Regions from separate parts of the Mus musculus genome. Here region 1 is linked to region 2. Evidence: chromatin contacts called from public HiChIP or PLAC-seq data. All regions are on one chromosome and are shown on one strand. The core of a region is the stretch at or near the end of the contact, and the rest is flanking DNA. Distances in the headings are between cores, read along the strand shown. Region 1 overlaps Gm12610 (predicted gene 12610). Region 2 overlaps Mtap (methylthioadenosine phosphorylase).

What was found. HiChIP or PLAC-seq counts read pairs in DNA pulled down with a chosen protein or histone mark.
Region 1: a FOXA1 HiChIP or PLAC-seq map of pancreatic cancer cells shows a contact between it and region 2. The contact joins two enhancer-like sites. A contact is called at or near these places in 5 of 484 Hi-C or Micro-C datasets (Sertoli cells, bone marrow-derived macrophages, cortical neurons and 1 more), 2 of 115 datasets of contacts at active chromatin or transcription factors (CD8 T cells and pancreatic cancer cells) and 1 of 9 other capture datasets (bone marrow-derived macrophages).

What each region holds. Positions count from the first base shown.
Region 1 is chr4:89,358,740-89,363,278 of GRCm38.p6, reverse strand. The region is part of intron 2 of Gm12610 (predicted gene 12610); the gene reads right to left. Among named protein-coding and RNA genes, the nearest start is that of Cdkn2b, 50 kb to the right of the region's middle. Within about 2 kb of position 2,803, at least 50 of the 459 cell types and tissues checked have an H3K27ac peak or open chromatin away from gene starts, as enhancers often do. A contact at or near this core is called in pancreatic cancer cells, where this site is marked.
Region 2 is chr4:89,160,117-89,164,639 of GRCm38.p6, reverse strand. The region is part of intron 4 of Mtap (methylthioadenosine phosphorylase); the gene reads right to left. It also overlaps the pseudogene Gm12607. Among named protein-coding and RNA genes, the nearest start is that of Gm26490, 21 kb to the left of the region's middle. Within about 2 kb of position 1,964, at least 66 of the 459 cell types and tissues checked have an H3K27ac peak or open chromatin away from gene starts, as enhancers often do. A contact at or near this core is called in pancreatic cancer cells, where this site is marked.

The sequences.
Region 1 (4,539 bases), core at 1,554-4,053, 200 kb before region 2:
TCTGCACTCCATAGTGATCCTGGGCCACAGTAAGCAGAGAAATAACAATAACAAATTGGGGTTACTGCCTCTGAATGCAAAGGCTTCCGAGCAGTGCCTTAGGGCTCATAATGAAAAAGATATTCCTGCTGATTAGCTGGAGGGAGACCAAAAAAAAAAAAAAAAAAACAGTTGGAAAGGGGAAAGTAAAATATGTTTTCTGCCTTCAGTGTAACTGACACCAATATCTCCACTCTTAGATTGTTACTTTGTTTCATAAACAGCAAACATGTCTCATTACATGTCTCATCCTTACTCTTTCACCCTCAAGAACTATTTTTATTAATATGCTAATCAGGTAGGAAATATCAGCTGACTAAAGAAAAGAGAATTAATCTGAAAACATCCCATCACGTGTTGCTTACAGTTACCCAGTCCTCACTTCCCTGCCCTCTGCCTCGTGTCTCTGTGAGAGGAGCTGTAAAAAGGAGATAAAGTGAGTTGTGTACTGCCCTCCCTAGCCTCACTCCCAGGGAGAATTCACAGGTAGAGTCTCCCTATGGTGTGTAAAACACTGATGCCAAGACCTGGACACGGATGACTTAGTAGTCAAATATTGACATTAAAGTCTCTTTATTTGAAAATGTTATAGCCAGGGCATCAACCTAGGAATTCAACGGCCTTGTTTCTGCTATCAAACAAACTCAACTAAGTTTAAAATAATAGCACATTTCCAAACGCTTAACAGCGTAGGCGGCATGCAAATAGTCCGAAAGCCATGAGTATGACACATGGGTAACGGACGTTTGGGAAACAATGAAAGAAAACATAAAAAACAGCTTTCACAAGCCAAGGAGAAAGAAGTAGGGTCACATTGTAAAACTCAAATCTCTCACTTGCTGGACTGTATGCTTTGAAGGCAAATCCAGTTTTCATCTGAGTCAGTATATTAGGTGCCCAACTTTGAATACTACATACATTTATAGACAATCAAATACTACACACACACACAGTAGACATAATTCTACAATCAGAACAGCCCCTTTATTCAGACAGTTCTTGATAGAGAAACACATATAAAGACAGCAAATGTGGAAAAGCCTTAAAGTAAATTTATACACAATTTACTAATGTTGATGTTATCTTACTTTGAAAGGGGGAGAAAATCTAAGAGACAGCTTGTTCTGTGGCTGAAAATTCATGAAAACAAGACTCTTAATTGCAAAAAGAAAATGTTCACAATCACTCCATACAATATAAAAGGTATAGTAATGTTAAAAAAAATTCTTAAGTGATTGATATGAATGTTATTTCTATAAGTAATTTAAATTTTCAAATACAAAATATGAACTCTATAGTCCCTTACAACTATAACGAAGAAAATGACCTTAAGGGGAAAAAAAGAATTACAACTCCTATATAAAAGTATTGTGATCAATCACTTCAAAATGACAGCATATTACTAGGAGGATCACAAAACCCATCGACTGTCAAAGCATGTGCGCATTCCGTAACTGTGGCCATGTGTTACCAAATCATGTATTTTATGAACAGAACTGAATAGTAGAGTTTAAACGTAATGGTTCTTGCACAGTTATGTAAAAGAAAAAGAATTCAGGTCACTCTTGCAGAAACATCAGAGCTTTGGGGAAAAGGATTCAAAGTCATCATAAACTTTCTCTAACAGAACAGGGCCAAGGTTAACATCACTGTCAGTGTTGGACATCGCTACTGGGTCTGAGTACTTGCCTGAAGACAGTATAGACTGAGACCTGCTGGACTCGTACTCCCGGAGCCCTGCATTGGTGGCCGGAGGGCAACGTAGCGCCTGGGCACAGTGGGCAGACGAATGCCTGCTGAGGCATGGACCAGATTTCATAAATTCATCAATGTGATATGCTGGGATGTCTACAGCCATTCTCTGCCAGCCCTTTCCAAGAGCAGTTATGTACTTTCTGCTTTTTAGAGACAGGAACTAATGATATGAATTGCTGACATCTGTGAATTATAACATTTTTGTGAATATTATAAATATTTGGTATACGAGACCACCAAGGCAGAAAATGTACTGTTCACTACCCTACCTCTAGTGACCCGTCCGTTTCTGAAGCAATGCTGATATTCAGCAAATACTTGGTGAATGAATGAATAACTTTGTGATTGAAGGTTTCAGCTCCTAGAGAGATGGTAGATGGTATTTGGAGGAGAAAATAAGAAAAATAACTTCAGCTATTCAAAGTTGAACCATTTATTCTTTCTTTTCTTTTCTTCCTTTTTGTAATTTAAACAGTTTATTCCTAAGCTTTGGAAATCAATTCATAATGGCCTTCCCAGAAGCTCAAATTTTTGCAAATATAATCTATCATTGAGCAGCAATATAAACGTATAGAAAAGAGCATTAGTTCTTACCCTTAATGCTTAACTAAGACTGAAGGCCTCAGCAATATATTTTATTACAAAAGATGACATTGGTGGAAAATTTGTCCTTTATGTACAGCTTATTTATTAATATAGTGTATCTATGAGTGTCTGACGGGTTTTTTTCTTTATTTACATTTCAAATGTTATCCCCTTTCCTGGTTTCCCCTCCAACAACTGAGGAGGCAAACCACTACTCTTGACTTCTCCCAACCAAGCCCTTTTAAAATGAGCTGAGTGATCTCAGCCCAGAACCTGCTAGGCAAGTCTTCTCGCAAGCCTAGCAGGTCTGACCACTTCTGTGTAAAACAGCAAACTTGGCTCACAGATTCCCAGAACAAATCTGCCCTACTAAGACAGAGCTGATCGTCCACCATGGAGTCTGGCCAATTGTGCTGAGATCATGGCATACTGAGAAAGTTGAACTTTAGCCACACATAAATTAATGCGCAGAAGCAGGGCTACTCCCTGCTGCTTCTGGGTGACATTTTTTTTTCCTCTCAAAATGAAAATGTTGGTTTTGAATCTACAAATTTTTCTTAACTAGAGAAAAACATAAGGCAAACTGACTCAGCTTTTTACGGCAAGCAGTCATTAAATGTCATTATTTGAAATGTTTTGATCTTCTTAGAGAGAGAGTGTTACAGTAAGGTGCACAGAGAACTTCGTAACCTGGGAGCTTTTGTATTGGTCTCCAAACAAAATCAGAACCTGGGAGAATGTCCCAGGGTCAGTTGCTGTTTCACCCAGCCTCTCTCACTATTAAAGGGCAGGTGGCTTTCTACACGTAACAGCTTTTCCTCTGCTCGGCCTTCCCAGCCCAAATACAGAAAGAAACCTCAGGGATGCAGTTGTCCTGCAAACTCCCCAAGGAAAAAAAAAGGGCTAGTGGGGGCTTCTGCTTCAGTTTCTCTAATTACAGAGAAGTCCTTTTTAAGCCCAGAGGATGGTGTTACTTGGCTTGTGGTAGTTACTATTTTGTCTTGTTATAAATGAGAATAACTAAGCAGCAAGATTAAATGACTTGGGGGTTTCAGGAGGAAGTGTCTTCCTGTCTCTGCCTTTTGGCCACTCGATATTAAGATCGGCCCAATTGAAAGTAAAACAGTAAATTCCAAGCATTCGCTATAATTTGACATGAAGAGATGTTAAAAAGTCACCACTATGGAAGGTCTGACTCACCCTGTGACATGGATTTACCAAGAACAAAGGTTTAGTTTCTTTCAAACTTTGATGTGATACAGAAGCATAAAGAAAGACAAGGTGGTTTGTGGATTTCACACATGAACAAACCATCCTAGTTTCTGTATACACACGCGCGCACACACACACACACACACACACACACACACACTCACACACACATATATCCACACTTTGGGGATTTAAAAAAAATGGAGAGGATATTCTCTTGCAGAAGAAAGCTGTTGTTTGGGTTGGGTTTCGGTTTTGGAGTTGTTTTTTTTTAACAAGTCTTTAGACATTTGGCTTTTGCTTTATTTATTTATTTTTTTTTTTTTGCTTAGCAAACAAAGTAGTGGGCTTCATCATAGGTGTTTGTCAATGTTTTTCATTTTCCTAACTAAGGAGCAGATTGTGTAGCAGCTTGCTCTGGGTATACATTATTCCCTGTGTTTCAAAGAGCAGTAGGAAAAGACAACGCAGCTCTTGAGTCCAGCACTGGAGGCCTGCGCTCCTCCCAAACGTTACAGGCTACAGTGCACAGTCTTGCCTATAGAATCACAGTACATCATACCAGGGACTTGCCTAAGGCTGGAAACATTCCATATAGCTCTCTTCTAACAGAAAAGAAGCAAAAATGTCTTCCATGGCCACATACGACTTTTGGTGTTTTACATTATAATTCTCTTTTTTTGTCATTTAACGTTTTTTATCGGATATTTTCTTTTTTTTTAAGATTTATTTTTTATTTATATGAGTACGCTGTAGCTATCTTCAGATACACCAGAAGAGTGCCTCAGATCCCATTACAGATGGTTGTGAGCCACCATGTGGTTACTGGGAATTGAACTCAGGACTTCTGGAAGAGCAGTCAGTGCTGTTAACCAATGAGCCATCCCTCCAGTCCTCGATCTTTTCTTTATTTACATTTCAAATGTTCTCCCCTTTCCCAGTTTCCTC
Region 2 (4,523 bases), core at 715-3,214:
TGCCAGAAGACAGTTACAAAATCTGAGCCATCTCACTGGGGCGGGAGAGCGGGAGCTGAGGGGACAGGCTCGAATCACCTGAGTTTGGGTCCACTTGCTAGTATGTAGCAGCATCTCTGTCCCTAGGTCTTCTCAAGCATCAATCAGAGGATGATCACGGAGTGCCTGCCATTAACTGACCATGGCACTCAGCTCCACAGCTCAGTTGTTACAACAGGAATGTGGTGAGACTGTGAAGAGCTCTAACGAAACTAGATTCCAGAGCAGACTCCAAGGACAAACTACTTCTTGGGGGTTGTTGACTTTGCTAGATACAAAAGGAAAACTCGGACACAAGTTATAGATGGAAGGGAGGGCAGAGGCATGCAGTGAGTGTATGCCCAGTAGTATCTGCTTCTTTATAACATTGAAGATGACTTTCTCAGCAGAGTGAGGACACACACAAGAAGCCAGAGAAACAGGATGGTCCTGTCCTGTCCACACTTGCCTCTCAGAGGGGTGGGACGGAGCAAAGGCCCCTGGGAAACTCTGCATCATGGGTCTCCGTGCCTTCCCTTCCTGTTTTAGACAGGGTGCTGTCATTATGTAATCTGGGTATCCAGAACTACCCTCAAACAATGGCCCTACTGTGCACTCCTCAGGGGTGAGGTCCCAGGTGCAAGTCATCTCGCTCAGGAGTCCGTTTCTAACCGTTAGACTCTAGTGGACACACTCAAGATGAAAGAAGACCTGTGTGGACACCAGAGCACACCCCTACAAGACCTCAGCCTTCAACGATGACATCACCGGGGAAGCCCAAGGTAGGGCTGTGTCTCTAGGAGGAGGAGGGTGAAATACATAGGCATCATCTATCATATCAGCCCATGTATTTAGTGCGGGACTTTCCTGATGAGTCAGAGCGAGAGCAAACCCAGGCCTCTCCTATTCTTCCTGCAAGAGGACAAGCTGGGAAAAAAAAAAAAAAAACAACCAACCAACCAAAAAGCTTGAGAAGGAACATATCAGAACCCAATACCCGCAGAACTCTTACATTAACAGGTAAGGATACTGAAGGGCAGGCATTGCTTGACCTGGTATTTTGAGTCACAGAAGTTACTCTGTCTCTATGAATTTTGTTTTAAGTTTAAAATAAAGACTCACACCCACAATTTCTACATATATCCTTCCTTCCTGTCCAATCAATGACTTCAGTGATGCAGCAGATATTGATGGCACAGGAAGAAAGGATACATGAAGACATTGCCGGAAGTCCCTGCCCCTGGGACCTCAGCCTCTCGAATGGGATGGCTGTATTACATTTCCTCTACCCAAACAACAGGATCTAAAATAGTATCTGTACTGGTGGGTTTTGTGTGTCAACTTGACCCAAGTTAGATTCATCAGTGCCTCAGTTGAGAAAATGCATCCATGAGGTCCAGCTGCAAAGCAATTTCTCAATTTTTCCCCTCACTAATCGTGGGGAAGGCCCAGTCCACGGTAGGTGGGCTGGTGGTGATCCTGGGTTCTAAAAGAAAGCAGGCTGAGCAAGCCATGAAGAGCAAGGAAGTAAGCAGCGCCCCTCCGTGACCCTGCATCAGCTTCTGCCTCCAAGTTCCAGCCCTGCTTGAATTCTTGTCCCAATCTCCTCCAAAGATGAATTATTATCTAAATGTGTAATCTAAATAAACCTTTTCCTCCACAACCTGCCTTTTGGTCATGGTGTTAAATGGAGGGACCAGGTGTGCCCAGAAATTCAGGAAGAGACAATAGAGTGTGTCAACATTGGGGAGAAGCCAGCAGAGTCCCCCAGGAGAAGGCCCCCTATGCAACACTCTACAACGAACCTTTAAGAAGTAAGTATAAGCTACAAAGCTGATAAGTAACAAGAGAAAGGCTAAGCAATCCAAACAACTATGCTTCTAAACTCGGCCAAGGCTCTTCTTAGAATCTGGCCTGTTTACACAAGGCCCGTGCCAAACCACAGCAGGGAGGAGGCATCTATCTCTCGTCTCTGACTTCATGAGGCACCTCATCATAGATCCTGTGCGGTTGAGAGGCCACTGCATAATCAAAGATATTTGTAAAAAGAACTGTTAGCATTTGGTGAGGAAGTAACTGTAGACCCCTTAGCAAGCAGCTGGGGGTCCATACACTTGCTGCTTTATCTATAAGTGGCAAAGTGACACTGAAGATCAGAAGATGCTGGGATCAAAGCATGTAAAAAATTCACCATCTAAAAGTCCAACTGGAGCCCTGAGAACAGCTAAGCTCTCTTTATCCACATAGCAAAGCCAGAGTCAGGAGGGAAGTTACATCGACTCCTCTGTGTCAGCTGCCCACCCCCACAGGTGGCAGGATGAAAGAGAAATGTCCCTACCCACAGGAATGTACAGTACATAGGACCGTGCTACCAGTTATAAGGAACTGGCAAGGCCTTTTCCTGTAAGCGGCCAGGCGTGACCTGTGAAGATGGTTTGCTACTCTCTTGCCGCAGAACATCCGACAAAATCATGCAAATCTAGAGTTTCAAACCTTCATTCAGTTTAAGAACATCTGAGAAATTGCCCAGGACAGCAAGGGTATGCATAGCCTCATAGCGGCAAAGCCACCAAGAGGCTGAAGGATGTCACTTTAAAGAAGCAATGTGTGCCATTCTGGAAAGAGTGCTAAATTTTTGCTGCACATGCTTTAAAATGCATAAAGTAATGCTGAACTTCCGGTTTCGATGTAGATTGTCTAGTTATTCAACATATCCAGGTGAACAAGGAACTTAAGACACACCGACGAACCTATAGAGCAGAGCTCATGGCTCGATTAACCCATACATGAGCTCCCTAGCCACACTGAGATGATCCTCATTGTGAAGGAACAGATCGTTCCAAAGCCCGAAGAGGAGGTTGTATAGAAGAAAGAGATATCCCAGAAAAAACTGAAGAAACAAAATCTCATGGCATGGGAATAAATTCAACATAAAATAAATGCAGATAAAAAAAAAAAAAAAAAAAAAAAAAAAAAAACCCAAACCAACACCCCCCCCCCCCCCCAAAAAAAAAAAAAAAAAAGGCAAGGTTGATTGAGCTCAGATCTGGAGGACCTCAGAGACCTGAGACCAGTAGGGTACAGCTGCTCCTTGTTCTAGAACAGGTAACCAGGACACCTAACTGAGGACCTTGGGCATAACATCTGGAGTTCTCCATGCTAGTGAGGAATCCAGATAGCCCCGAGTCTTCAGCCAATAATGTTGTCTTCCCTTCCTGGGTACTCCTTTTCCACAAAAGATAGAGAACCCCTGACTCAGCCCAAATAAAGTGTATTCACTTACATCTACCATCAAATAAATCAGCAAGAACAAGCAAGGTCCATCTCAGAGAGCTGCTTCACTAAGGATCATTGTGGGGAAGGCCTACAACTAAAAGACCCCTGAGGAAGGCTATCTCCCCTCCAGTCCTTCTGGTCCACTTGGCTCTCGCTCCTCATCGGACAGGTCCACTCATCCAGAGCTCTGTCTCCCCTCTCTGCTTGGCTCTCAAGAGACCCAGAGGAGAAAGGTAGAGTGCTGGCCCCCGTTCCTGACTCTCAGTGGAACCCAGAGAGGAGACAAAGAACTATAGAATTTGTCCCAGACTCTGCTGTTTCCCCTTCTGGTCTGGTGAAGGAAGACGCAGGCAGCAGACCCCAGTTCCAGACTTCATTCTGCCTTCCTCAAGCAGTGTGACAGTGGTGCCCGGGCAGGGCACAGTGCGACACATGAAGACATGTAGTATGGGAGACAGACCTCAAATTATAAATCTTGGATGCCCTATAAGGTCCTTCGAAAATAGAAATGCCTAACAAGATTCTCTTGGCCCAAGGAAATGTCCACTTCCTTATCCTTTCAAAGGGACTGTTAATGAGCACTAGGAAAAATGGTGGGTATGCTGAAGACGACCACTGGCCTGGTGGCACTGGCTGGATGTGACACTCCACAAGACAGGCTACCAATATTGTACACAAAGCCTCTGGTGTTCTTGATCGACTCCCTCAAAATTCCGAATCGAACAGAACACAGACGAGAAGCTGGGTGGGCTCAGAATCAGACGTTAAACACAAGACTACCAGCGCCAGGATGGCCACACAAGAAGGGGTCTGGCAAGCAAAATTACAACAGAAACCATGGGAGGTCATTAGTGGAAAAACATGACTCCATGCTGTAAGGAAGGCCAATATAATCAAATATCTTTGATGGCTTGGAGGGAACTGGATACAGTTAAATGCTTGGGCAAGTTAAAAAAAAAATAAAGAAAAGTTGCCACCAGGCCTTTAATCCCAGATGACCTTGAACTCAGAGATCTCCCTGTCTTAATCTTCTGGGGTTCATAGCCACTATGCCTCAAGATCTCCATGCCAAGATCCAGGTGAGAAACTAGTATCTCCCAGCCTCCAGATTAGGGTCACAGGCGAGCCTTCCAGCTCTGGATTGTAGTTCATTCCAGATATAGTCAAGTTGACAACTAGGAACAGCCACTACAATTCACCCCTTGTCAACTTGACACAAATAATATTTC